Regions from separate parts of the Hordeum vulgare genome. Here region 1 is linked to region 2. A link is a contact called in public Hi-C data. All regions are on one chromosome and are shown on one strand. Each heading gives the region's core, a stretch centred on a gene start, on an enhancer-like site or on the middle of the called end of the contact. The rest is flanking DNA. Distances are from core to core; before and after follow the strand shown. Region 1 holds the start of LOC123408648 (suppressor protein SRP40-like). Region 2 has its middle 36 kb from the start of LOC123409413.

What was found. Hi-C and Micro-C count contacts between places; a contact is called where the count stands out from the background.
Region 1: a contact with region 2 is called in a Hi-C map of seedling, with 2.8 times the contacts expected there. The contact joins the promoter of LOC123408648 here to the enhancer-like site in region 2. A contact is called at or near these places in 2 of 6 Hi-C or Micro-C datasets (leaf and seedling) and 1 of 1 datasets of contacts at active chromatin or transcription factors (embryo).

The regions. Positions count from the first base shown.
Region 1 is chr7H:593,843,195-593,849,813 of MorexV3_pseudomolecules_assembly, forward strand. It overlaps LOC123408648 (suppressor protein SRP40-like), which reads left to right and starts at 3,384. Exons shown (of 1, transcript XM_045101705.1): 1 at 3,384-5,119. The coding sequence starts at 3,469. The coding sequence ends at 4,794.
Region 2 is chr7H:593,629,087-593,636,458 of MorexV3_pseudomolecules_assembly, forward strand. No RefSeq gene overlaps it. Among protein-coding and RNA genes, the nearest start is that of LOC123409413, 36 kb to the left of the region's middle. Within about 2 kb of position 5,400, at least 2 of the 3 cell types and tissues checked have open chromatin away from gene starts, as enhancers often do. A contact at or near this core is called in seedling, where this site is marked.

The DNA of each region.
Region 1 (6,619 bases), core at 2,134-4,633, 210 kb after region 2:
CGAACCGTCCCGCGATCCGTCCTACGATCTAGTGCCGAACGGACGGCATCTCCGCGTTCAGCACACGTACAGCTCGACGATGATCTCGGCCTTCTTGATCCAGCAAGAGAGGCAGAGAGGTAGATGAGTTCTCCGGCAGCGTGATGGCGCTCCCGAGGTTGGTGATGATCTAATCTCGACAGGGCTCCGCAGAGACGCGATCTAGAGGTAAAACCGTGGAGGTATGTGGTCGGGCTGCCTTGAAAAAGTTGTCTCAAATCAGCCCTAATTGCTCCATATATATAGGAGGAGGGAGGGGAGGCTTGCCTTGAGGCTCAAGGAGCCCCAAGGGCTGCGCCACCAAGGGGAGGAGGAGTCCTCCTCCAATCCTAGTCCAACTAGGATTGGAAGGTGGAGTCCTTCTCTCTTTTCCCACCTTTCCTTTTTTTTCTCTTCTTTTGGTTTTTTCTTTCTCTTGCACAAGACAGCCTTGGGCTGACCCCACCTACTTGCTGCACCACGCCCAAGGTCCTTGGGCCCTCCTGGGTGGGTGGTCCCCCCTCCCGGTGAAGATCCGGAACCCATTCGTCATTCCCGGTACATTACCGGTAATGCCCGAAAACCTTCCGGTAACCAAATGAAGTCATCCTATATATCAATCTTCGTTTCCGGACCATTCTGGAAACCCTCGTGACGTCTGTGATCTCATTCGGGACTCCGAACAACATTCGGTAACCAACCATATAACTCAAATACGCATAAAACAACGTCGAACCTTAAGTGTGCAGACCCTGCGGGTTCGAGAACTATGTAGACATGACCCGAGTGACTCCTCGGTCAATATCCAATAGTGGGACCTGGATGCCCATATTGGATCCTACATATTCTATGAAGATCTTATCGTTTGAACCTCAGTGCCAAGGATTCATATAATCCCGTATGTCATTCCCTTTGTCCTTCGGTATGTTACTTGCCCGAGATTCGATCGTCAGTATCCGCATACCTATTTCAATCTCGTTTACCGGCAAGTCTCTTTACTCGTTCCGTAATACAAGATCCCGCAACTTACACTAAGTCACAATGCTTGCAAGGCTTGTGTGTGATGTTGTATTACCGAGTGGGCCCCGAGATACCTCTCCGTCACACGGAGTGACAAATCCCAGTCTCGATCCATACTAACTCAACGAACACCTTCGGAGATACCTGTAGAGCATCTTTATAGTCACCCAGTTACGTTGCGACGTTTGATACACACAAAGCATTCCTCCGGTGTCAGTGAGTTATATGATCTCATGGTCATAGGAACAAATACTTGACACGCAGAAAACAGTAGCAACAAAATGACACGATCAACATGCTACGTCTATTAGTTTGGGTCTAGTCCATCACATGATTCTCCTAATGATGTGATCCCGTTATCAAGTGACAACACTTGCCTATGGTCAGGAAACCTTGACCATCTCTGATCAACGAGCTAGTCAACTAGAGGCTTACTAGGGACAGTGTTTTGTCTATGTATCCACACATGCACTGTGTTTCCAATCAATACAATTATAGCATGGATAATAAACGATTATCATGAACAAAGAAATATAATAATAACTAATTTATTATTGCCTCTAGGGCATATTTCCAACAGGTGGTCCACTCGGCGATCTTCCGTGTCACTAATCTTGCCTAGTTCTTCGTAGCTCTCCGTCGAAGTCGGAGCTACATTGGGAGTGTAATGTTGTTCTACAACCAATAGGGTTGTTGTTTTAGTGTGAGGTCACTATAGCATGACACTCGGAGTGTGACAATATATGGGAAGTTGGTATTCAGATTTCGGAAAGGTTACGAAAATATCGTTTTTGTGACGGAGATGCCGAAAGTGTTTCGCATGGGATGAGAGAGAGACGCACCAACCCCTGGTGGGCTGGGCGCCCCTCCCACCTAGGCCCATGTGGCTGGATGGTGGAGGGCCAAGCCCTTGGGGGTGGCGCCACCCTTGCCTTGGGTGGCAAGCACCACCCCTTGGCCTCCACCCCAACCTAGGGGAAACCCTAGGTTGGCCCTCCTCCACCCCTTCCTCTCCCCCTAGATCAGTTTTCTTCTCCCGTCGCGTCTACGACGGCGCTTGGCGAAGCCCTATTGAGATTGCACCACCACCACCGTCACCACGCCGTTGTGCTGCCGGAGAACTCATCTACTACTCCACCCTCGCTTGCTGGATCGAGTAGGCGGAGATGTCATCGAGTTGTACGTGTGCTGAACGCGAAGGTGCCGTCCGTTCAGTGCTAGATCGGGACGGATCATGATTGGATCGTGAAGATGTACGACTACATCAACCAAGTTTCTTAATGCTTTCGCTTAGTGATTTACAAAGGTATGTAGATACACCTCCCCTCTCGTAGCTATGCATTTTCATGGATAGATCTTGTGTGTACGTATGATTTTTTTTCTCTTCCAATGTTATGCAACACCTCTCCTAAAGGTAACGTTCCCCAGATATTAGGGTCTAATGGGTTGGGAGGTGCAATGGTATCCAAATTACAATGTTTTCAAATACATTTAAAAACGAAGATGGTCGAACTCAAACATTTGATGCGAACTCACATATTACCAGCACACTGCCTGCTAAACTTGTGTTATTCCCGCCTCCTCTTTCGAGCCTGCAATGGTCAAATAATAACCTGGAAGGTGCAAACGTATCCAAATGTCCAGAACTATTTAAACACATTAAAACAAAAACATTTTCATCACATTATGTTCTTAAATTTTGTTAAGACCCGCCAGAAACAGATTTCACTTTGAAGCCTACATCGGTCAAATAACGAAAATACTACACCTATGTAACCTTCCTAATCCCCCCCTCCCCGAATTCAAGGGGGGTGTCAAATAATAAGCCGGTATTTGCAAAAGTATCCAGATTTTGAAAACCATCGAACAAATCAAAACCCAAAAGTTGCCAACTAAATTTCGAAACAAAAGACGGGGCAAAGTCAAAACTTTGCTACGAACACACATACCAACAGCACATTCTTCCCCTAAAACCTCTAACTCCGCCACTAAAACCCAGCTTCAAAAATCCATTCCCAAAACCACCGAACGAAACCCAATGTTTGCCGCGCGCGTCCCCCTCTGGCCGCAGCTGTACCGATCGGGCCGGTGCCGTTTTTTACAAACGCAAACCCGCAACCCGACGAGCCAGGCCTGCATTTTGCCTCTGCGCGCACCCGTAAGGACCACACCGCAAATCTCCCCTCTGCTTTCCGCGAACCGGACCCCGGCCAGCCCGGTTCGCCCGCCAGCGCACCCAAACGGCGCGTTTTCACCGTAGCCCGTCACCCGCTTATATATACGCCCGCGCCCTTTACCAGAATCCTTTACCCCCACCCCCACCCCCACGATATTCGCCGCAGTCTGTCGTCTGGCTAGTGTGAGAGTGCGATCTGCTGATAAGTGTGCGTGTGATCCCCGCCCGTGAATGCGCCTGCCTTGCCGCCGGCAATGACCTCCGCCGTCGCGAGTAACCTTGTCCCCGCGGCACCCGCCGCGTCCGCGTATGGGTGTCGCCGCGCCTCGTTCGGCCGTGACGCGCACGCGCCCGAGGAGACGGCGCCGGCGGCTGTCGTCGTCGTTTCTTCTGCTTCGCCCGTGCACCCCGCCGTCGCCGCGCCCGCCATCTCCAAGGACTTCATCGACTTCGAGTTCAGCCTCGGCGGGGGCGGCTGTGCCGCCAGCATGCTCCCCGCGGACGAGCTCTTCGCTGACGGTAAGCTGCTCCCTCTCCGCCGGGCTGATGCTGATACTGCTGCTACCGCTGCCGCGCCTGAGCCGGAGGCTGCCGCGGCGACGGCACCTCCCGCGCGGCTGTTGGAGGCAATGCCGGCGTCGCCGGAGCCGATGAGGCCGATCCGCGGCGGCGCGGCGGCTGGTGCTGCCGACCAGTACGTGTTCTCGCCCAAGGCGCCCAGCTGCTCGAGCCGGTGGCGCGAGCTGCTCGGGCTCAAGAGGGCGGCCGCGGCGCAGAGCCCCAAGTCGACGCCCTCGCAGTCGCAGTCGCCGTCGCCAGCGGCCGCATTGGCAAAGACCCCCGGGAGAACGACGGCGACGACGGGCTCGTCGGCGGCGAGGTCGCTCAAGTTCCTCCTGCAGCGGAGCAACGGCGGGCGGGCGTCCACGGGCACGGCCTCGGACCTCGCGTCGGCGCCGCTCCTCCGCGACAGCTCCGACTCGGAGGCCTCGCTCTCGCTCGCCTCCTCCCGCTTCTCGCACTCGTCCTCCTCGTCCTCCTCCGGCCACGACCACGACGACGTCAACCCGCGCTTCTCCCTCGACTCCGCCGCCGACCCAAACCCACCACGCCTCCGCCTGGTCCGCTCCTCCCACCGCCACTCCACCTCCAGCCGCGCGGCCCACAGCCCGGCGCGCCGCCGGCCGTCGCCGCCCAGGCAGCAGGACGCGTCCAGATGCCTCTCCGTGGACTCCCCGCGCATGAACTCCTCGGGCAAGATCGTGTTCCAGCAGGGCCTGGAGCGCAGCTGCAGCTCCCCGTGCAGCCTCCACGCCGCGGCGAGGTCGCGGTCCATGGCCCGCGCCGTCGACCGGTCCTACTCGTCCGGCGTGCGCGTGGCGCCCGTGGTGCTCAACGTTCCGGTCTGCTCGCGGCCGGTGTTCGGGTTCTTCAAGGACAAGAAGGAGTCGGCGGCCAGCAAGGACTCGTCGTCATCAGCTCGGTCGTCGTCCCGGGCGTCAACCCTTGGCCGGAAGCAGACGCCGACGCCGACGGCGGCGCAGCGGTGGAGCGGCGAGCTGCCGAGGCCGTGCGGGTGATCCGTCCGTCCGGTCCAAGAGACGGCGGGCGATCGTGCATGGAAAGCGACGGGCTAGGCTAGGGACGCAATGATGGACGAAAAGATGCATAGCGCTTTGGACGTTTAGTTGGTTTTTTAACTGATTTGGTTTGTTCTTTCTTTGGGATGCTGATGAGAAGGTCTAATCAATTGACTGTTTTCTTCTTTTTCGTTTTCTCTTGACTGTAAATTTGGAGTTTTGTCCTTCTCCTAAATCCTCAGGTTCTGTTGTAGCTAGCTAGCGCATCTGATTCTGATTTGGCTGCTTGCAAGAAGAAAAAAGATCACAAGATGTTTTCTCCAAACGGATGATGCTGTTTTTGAAGGGGTTCACACTCTCGTCAGCTGTCACATCGTTCAAAACACCAAATGCATTACTCGTAGGTAGTATCGATCGTGTGCCATTACCGTTGCTTGGCCTCGCTGAAGAGCCGGTCGATCGAGCTGGCATGGCACTGCTACAAATGCAATGCAAGCAAACAGTGGCGGCATTTTTAGGGCAGAGCGACGGGGAGTGGCGAGCCCCTCATTTTCCGTGCTTATCTGCATCGAAGTCAGCAGCCAGCCGTGGCAGGAGGCCAGCCACTAGCAGAGCTAGCCAGTAGGCGCCCGGTTCACAAGCCCGTTTCGCCACAGAGCAAGAGCCGAACCGGCCGGTCCGGCCGCCCGGCGCCCGGCTTGATCTGGATCCATCCGGGCACTGTGCCGCATGTGCTGGGCCTGTGAATATTCGCGCAGAGAAGGAAAAAAAAAATTACTCCCCCACGCCAGCGGCCCCAGAGCTAAAATAAACGCGCTGGCAGACACCATGCCCGTTACGGCATCATGGCCTCGCTCCGGCGCTGACAGGCAACGTGGTCGCCGCGCCCGCGGCGGGTCCCGTGCGCGCTCCCGGCGCGCCCATGTGGACCGACGCCTTTCTCTTCCCTGCTCTCGCGGCCTTTTTTTAAATCCGGCCGCCTGCGCTGCGCGCGCCGCTGTCTTTCTTTCACCCCGCCCGGCCGTGTCCTTTTCCGGGGCGCCTTTCGCCCTCTGCAGCAGCGGCCACCCTTTGCCGCTCGCCGTCGCCAGGTTCCCGATCCGCTCCCGTGCAAGCGCCTGCGACGAGGACGATGACACCATGAACCCCCGTGGTACCATGCACGCACGGGCGCGGTCGTTCTCGTCTCTCTCGCTGCAGCGGTGGGTGATGCAGCGCGTGCGTAGGCCAGCGGAGGCACGGGCTAAGCGAGCGTGCGTGCCGCTGGGCTCCGGCAGCCGGGGCTCCATTGGCGGGTCAAACAGGCAGAGCCCTGCTGCACCGTGCGTATTAGTGCGTGTCGTCCGGCCGATGACACGGATCGGATCTCGTCTGCAGGCTGCTACTACGCCGCGACCGCAGCTAGCCATGTGTGTAGAGCGGGCGCAGGATGGCCGCTACCATTACTGTATCCTGTACGCCGCGCGTACCGGGCTACGGCGTAGGGTGTGGTACTAGGACGACGCTGGACTAGACTATGCTAGTGAATGGAACAGTTGGTTGGAAGGATCATGCATGCATCCCTAGCCAGGCTCTCCCGCAGTGGCAGTCAATGGCGTGGTGCAAATACTTGTACAATGCAATTAAGCAAGCAGAGGTGGATCACATTGTTTGAGCGGGCAATGAGCAGGCCATGTGGCGCGCATTCGGGGCGGGCGAGCTGGCTGACCACCGGCAGAGATGGAGACGAGCCCGTTGATGATGGCGAACGAACGAAAGCCCTGTCGACGACGCATGAGCCATGTTGAATGGATGAAGAGGGGAAAACAAGGGATAAAGAAGGGAA
Region 2 (7,372 bases), core at 4,150-6,649:
GGTGAAAAATGTTTGTGTACATGTAATTTTTATTGTACAAACCATGGAATTTTTATTCAAATATCATGGCATTTCTAATATTCATCACATGGCAGTTTGTAGAAGGGGTTTCTTCATTGAAATTTGTCAATTGTTTTGACAATTGTACCATTGTTTCAATAACTTTGCCATGGAAATTCATACATATCATGAAATTTTTCATTGTATGTCACTTTTCTATGTTGAGCTTAATATGACCTTTTTTGCATTCGTGGCAACTTATTTGTACGGACCATGACATTTTAATATATTTATTGCCATGTCAATTTTGTGTTAGTGGTGAAAAATATATTATATACATGGCATTTTTATTGTACATACCATGGTGTTTTTTTTATCTCACATCATTTCTAACATGCATCTGCCATGGTATTTTTAATATACATCACATGAGAGTTCGTAGAGAGGGTTTGTTCATTGAAACTTGTCAATTTTTTCGACAATTGTACCACTATCTGCTTATAACTTTTAGATGGCAATTCATACATATCGTGTCATTTTTTATTGTCTGAAACTTTTCTTTGTTGAGCTTAATATGAACTTTTTAACATTCATGACAAATTATTTTTACGGACCATGACATTTTAAATATATTTCTTGCCATGGCAATTTTGTGTCAGTGGTGAAATATGTTTGTGTACATGGCATTTTTATTGTACAAACCAAGCCTTTTTATTTCATGGCATTTTTAGTATGCATCTGCCATGGCATTTTGCCAGATTTTGTTTTTTTCATTGTTCATTTGATTTTGCCACAACAACTTTAATACGCATCTGTCATGCAAGGTTCTTTTTTTGCCACAGTGTTTTTGTAAAGATAAGATGGCATTTATACTAGGTCATCTAGGTCTAATGATAATCATGGTTAGGTGATTCACAATTCAAAATCGTGGTTCAGGTTTCACTACGCAACTCTGATTCACGAATCCCAGAAGGGGTTTGTCATCCCGGTGTTTTTGAACTCCACACTCATGTAAGCAGTGTGGCAGTGTTTTTATCGGACACTCATAGATTATATATAAAACATTCATACAAAATAGAATCTATAACCAGATTGTCAAAACTAAACATATCTATACACTATAGTAGTATTCTCTTTATGTCCCAAAAATGTGGCATCTGTGGCAATGATGATGGCAATGATGACTGGGTGAGTGAGGTCGGAGGCATGGCATTGGTCAATCTAGTCAGCTCTTCTTCGGTGTGTCTATTGGATTGCCTCCGTTATTTGTTGTTGTGAAACCAAAGCGGTGGTGGTGAGGCCCCGGTGGAGTACGATGACGCACAACAGGTGGTCCATTCCACGATGTTCTGTGATGCCAACCTTGCCCAGTTCTTTGTAGCTCTCAGTTGGAGTCGGAGCTGCATTGCCATGTAGTGAATGGATGGTGTTTTAGTTTGGGAGTGTAGTATTATTCTGCAGCCAATAGGGTTGTTGTTTTACTTTTTCTTTGATCTTCGGATCTTCATCATGTTGTTCTTCCGTTGCTTCATGCTAAATCTTAATCAAGCTAACAATTTACTGGATCTTTTAAAAAAATGTCCCAAAATGTAACCGTCCAAATTCTTGCATTGGATCAACAACAAATAATTCAACTTATGCATGTTACATGATTGATGGCATATTCGATTAATCTTCAAAAATGTCTCGTGTGGTTCTAATTTTGTAACAAAATGTTATACATGAATATATGAAACATTTAATTTCAAAACACGTTTTTTTCGCTTCCACGAGAGGCATATGCACATGTTTACTTTCACGACTCAAAAAATGTATTTTTTTGGCTTCCGCGAGAGTCATGGATTTGCCTCTCACAAAGGAACAAAAATGCGTTATTTTTTTGCTTTGGTGGAGGGCTGGAGGCATACATTTGCTTCCTTGAGCGGCACGGTTGATCATCATGAAAAGGGGAAAAAGATGAAGACAAGGTGCTTTCGGCTCGTATTTTCTTCTGTAGTTTTCCGTAAGAAAAAGTTTGTCGAAACATATTTACATTGCATCTAGTTTCGAATGCCGAGATATCAAATAGTGAAAAGAGTTTTGGATTTGAACGCACAATTAAGATATAAAATGTTTATAATAAGGAACCTATGAGTGGATTTTCGAGTGCCGAGATATCGTTAGCTGGTTGCAACAAGTGGCGTCACTTGAGAAGCCGGGAGTAGGAACTGGATCCTCTAACTTAGAAAAGGAAAGTCTGCAACAGTGCCCTGTGTAAACTAAAGAAGGAAAGCTAGGTACCGTTAGCTGGTTGTTTACTGTAGATATAAATAATCTAGAATTAACTTTATCTCAACGTCTTGCTTTTTTATATGCATTACTATAGATGTATACAGTAGATTTGTAATTTGCAAAATAATTGAAGTCACTTTAGCCTTAATTATATGAATTGAAAGAAGGCAAGTCAGAATACTGTAGCTTCTCCAACATTTCTTATGTATGTGTTAGAAGATCCGCGGTCGTAGGGTGACCTTTGTAGGGGATTAATGAGTGATTTTGGGGTTTGGGTTCTACGTGACGTTATAGTTTCATCTCTCGGGCTAGTCCTCCATGACCTCATGGGTTTTATTTGTTTTCTCTCACGCACGGGGTCGGCTCCTGTACAGTCATGTTATTGTTGCACCGGTATAGTCTCTGGTTCATATTATTTGTTTTGGATTTGTTTAAAATCGGATGTATTTAGACATGTTTTAGGTCTTGTTTGGATTACCGTTTTGCCTCAAACACCTCCGTAAAAAAATATAGATCTCTCCTTGTTGTTCTGTTTTCGGCTGGAAATCTTTCTAGCCACCGGTAAAATATGTCTGTGAAATTAATACATCTGTATTTACTTACACCACATCCAAACACAGCCTTAATGTAAACATATCCGTATCTACTCCTACACTACACACAAGCGCGCAACAACCTGCAGTCGGAATTATGCAATGTCGACAGCAGCCGATCCATCGCGCAGCCTACAGGCTAGCGAGTGTTGTACGTACGTACGCGGCTATGATAACTGATAAGACCGCCAGTAGACTACAGATTCAAAGTGGGAGTAGCTAGCGCCGGTAGTCCGGTACCGTAGCCACGATCGAGGGCGTACTGTACAGGTCGTGCCCCCTGTCTGCGAGAACGAGGCATAACATTGTTCCCTTCCGCTAGCCGCACACGACGCCGGGCCTCAGCAGCTTGCCCGGAGGCATGGCACTGTCGGTCGGCCATGACAAATTGGTAAGCGGATGATCAAGTTTAATCGCTGCGCGCAGGGTGTCGCTCGTCCATTGGCGAAGCACGCGAGACCGATCCCTCGATTCGTCCATCTCTCTAGTTGGAGGGAGGATCATGTTAAAGTTGTATCGAATATTATTGTACAAGGTAGGTTACAGTTGGACTTGTAATTGTATTGTGTTTAAATAGGACTAGCAAAAGGGTTCGTGCGTTGCAACGGAAAAAAACATAGTTTTAAATGGTCATGGCCATATTTTGTTGTATCATCGACATACACTATCACTCCTAATTTCATGAAATCATGGCGAATACTTGAAATCATGACCATTTTTTAAACTCGTGCACATGTTTGAAGGAGTGAAAATTTTCAAATTCATGAACATGTGCCTTCTCAAGAGCAGGCCATCCCATGCGCAGGTACGCCGACAGCAACAGGTTCCACGACGTCTCGTCCCGCTCCTCGGCCCGGTCAAACACCAGCCTCACCTCGTCAATCATCCCGCACTTGGTGTACATGTCGATGACGGAGTTGGTCAGGAACACGTCCTGCACGAGCCCACTCGCCACGGCCAGCCCGTGCGCCGCCCGGCCGTGCCTCCAGTCCCCGGCCCTGCTGCACGCCGCCAGCACCGCGGCGTAGCTGAACCTGTCCGCCCGGACGCCGCCGCCCCGCGCGTCCCGGAAGGAGGCGAGCGCGAGGCGCGCGGAGGACCCGCTCTGGCTGGAGTAACCGGTGATGAGGGTGTTCCAGGACACGGCGTCCCGGCGCGGCATTCCGTCGAACAGGAGGCGGGCGTGGCGCATGTCGCCGCCACGGGAATATGCTGCGAGGAGGTTGTTGCGGAGGAAGAAGCCCGGATGGAAGCCGGCGCGGAGCATGTGGGAGTGGGTCAGCCTGGCGGTGCGTACGCCTGGTGATGGACAAAGCTCGAGCACGACTTCGCCGCCCTCCGCGCCAGCTACGACGCCCTCCACTCCCGCATCGAGTCCCTCAAGCACGACAAGCTCGCCCTCGCCGCACAGATACCGTACCTGCAGCTATTCCTTAACCTCTTCTTCCTACCGACGCTTCATCCAGCTGCTAACCACGCACATACGTGCTTGCTGCTCTCGATGGCCACGAAGGTGCCCAGGGTGAGCTTCTGGATGCTACGCCTAATCCCTCCTCCCGAGCGTCGCCCCGCCGTTCAATCTCTCGCGCCGCCGCCGCCCCGCCGCACGCCGCACCACCCGTTTCCCCGGACAGAAACGCCGAGCCGAAGCCCCCGCGCCCAGCCGTCGCGCCGCCCGTCGCGAGCCGCCGTCGATTGGATCCGGCGAGCGCGCCGTCTACGGCGGCAATGCGTCCTCGCCTCGGAAAAAGTAGGGTCTTATACATAAAAGTGAAACGTTTTTCTCATTTAAGAAAAGACTGCGGGTTGATTAACTAAAAACGGAGAGGCCTTTCTACAAAAATGTCACAACGGACGACCAGAAACCGTATTTGCTTTATTATTAGGGAGAGATATGGAGTCGTGTTCAAGCAGAATACTCGTACCCTAGGCCTCTCATATATAGTGGGGCTAGACACACGATGTAACTTATGCCAACATAATAGCACAGGTACGCGGGGGAGCCGGTGACATGTGTCGGCGCTCGGGCGGCTGGGGTGCGGTATTGTGACGGTGTGACGAGGAGAAGCGCCCGTAGTCATGCCCCGGAGATGTAGGCAGATCAATGAACCTCGTTAACAAATCTTTGTGTTGTGCTTGTGTAATTGCTTGGTCCTCGATGATTGACGGTGTGCATCGGATTTATTCTAACAGATCACATGTGAAGTGCGACCGATCCACGGAGAGAGACGCGCGGGTGTGCCGGGCCGAGGGACCACGACCAGCTCCACTCCATCCACTGCCAGCAAGCCGGCGGTAAGTTTCATGGCGAGTAATCGTCGGGCGACGAGAACCGAGAGCTGGGGAGTGGGGAGGCTACTCGTTCCGATGCTGCAGTTGCCGTGAAAACCTCATTGACAGCGAGGAAGGTGAGCACTACGCAGCAAGCTGTCGTCTGTGCTCTCTGCATCTGCAGTGCACACTTGGCCTCGGCTACGACTAGGAGGAGAGCCAAGTGATGAATGAATAGTTAACGTCTCTGTGAATCCATCACATGGCTGAGATGGCCACAGTAGAGTGGATCCCCCTCGAGCTCTAGCCCCAACAGCTGGGCAGTGCGGTGTACATCATCTACCAGTGGTAGTATACAAGCCTATCAGTATCCATTTGGAGAGAAAATTAATACTACGATACATGGCTTGGAGCCTTGGATCCAGGCCGGTCACTGAACTGGATCAACCAGCCCAACGTACGCAGGAGTATATTCTACTGCTACTGCTAGTATAGTAGGAGTACATTACTTCGGCTAGCTCTAGCCTCATCAAACCGCTCTGTACCCATATGGGCCGTCCGTCTTCATCGTGTGTGCGTCGGTCAAACGGTCCTCTCCTCCATGTGGATTTCTTGTTACTTAGCAAACACAAATTTGGGGCAAATGATTGCAGTACTAATTAATGTAAGCCAAGGCCCCCGTCCATTGCGCTGTCACAACTAGGGGCTCATCTTTTGGATTCGTTCAATACTGCACAAAGTGTTTCTGCTTCAGGGTATTTTATGTCGCCTTGTGCTTTTTGTCTGCCTTTTGTAAAGGCGCACAAGAGCAGGAGGACACGAATAGAGGACCCAAATTCAAAAAAAAATAATTTTGCATCATGCCAACTTTGGGAGAGGTTTGGGTCTGTCGGATAAGCGGCATGGATATCATCTAAAGAGATTAGTGCATGATGCTTCCATGTTCTGCGGCTTAAAAAACTACTGTCTTAGGCTGTCCCTTTTCAGAAGCAGTGGGTCAAATCTTATGCAGCATCTCTTCCTTTCTTTCACCACAAAGAATCAAAGATCACATGGACGTGAGGGCAAAAATATTGATATTCCTACGTTGTGTAGGTGCCTAACTAGATGCGGGTCGTTGCAGCAGGTGCACAAGTGAGAGTGAGACATGCAGACGAATCCATCACACCTTTGCTCATGTAGAACAAGGCCGGGATATAAATATTTGAAGATTGCTGGTCGCCAAAAGAGCTTGGCATACACTACTAGTACTACCTGGCTAGCTAGGCTTGGATACCTGATACTCATAGCACAAAAGGCCAAAGAGGTCGGTTTATTTTAGAATTTGGAGTGGAGTAGAATGGAATGAAGTGTGTTTGATCTTGCTAATTCTCTCAAACGGTTTTTTGGTTTTCAGTTTGGCATTTGCTTAATGTCAGGCACTTGAATTTTCTCCGGGCAACACGACGGCTGCATGAGAAAGAAGAAGGGGAGGTTGAAGAAGAACATTGTGCAATCTCTTGTTAGCCATTGGATTAAGGTCTAGCGGTTCTAGTGACTTATGCATACTTTTTTTTAAATGATGGAGAATATGGTGTTAACTTCTGAACTGTGTGACATGTAAAATAGTACTTCCTCCGGTCCTTTTTACTATTCCTATAAGATCTGTGTGAAGTCAAACTTCGTAAAGTTTGACTAACTGTATAAAAAAAGTATCAACATTCACAATACAAATTAATATCATTAGATGTGTTATGAACTTAATTTTTGTACTATATATACTTCAACCATTTCCTTATAGAAGGCCACTATGAAAAAATAGATTTTGCATCTATATAAGGCCACCAACAGTCAAATTAATATTGCTTTCTCATACTACTTGCATGCATATAGTCATAATGACATTCAGTTATTTTCTTCTCATTCATTCCTTGCATGCATGCCACACATTAATAACCCCGGTGAAGGAAAAAAAATTAGTATGCAAAACAGTCATTAAATTTTATCTTGATAGCTATAATATGAGTTTGTGGACTTATATAAGGAATGGAGGGAGTAACTCTTGTATTTGGAGTGTTGATATTTTTTCAATATAAATATGGTCATATGAAGTTTAACTTCAAAAAATTCATGTGAAGTACTTCCACCATTTTTGTATACAAGGCCACAAACACATATTTCCGGTATCAAGGCAAAAAATAATACGTTCTAAGTCAATGTTGCAAGACAGTTTGTCTCTTTGTTTGCCGTGTAAATTA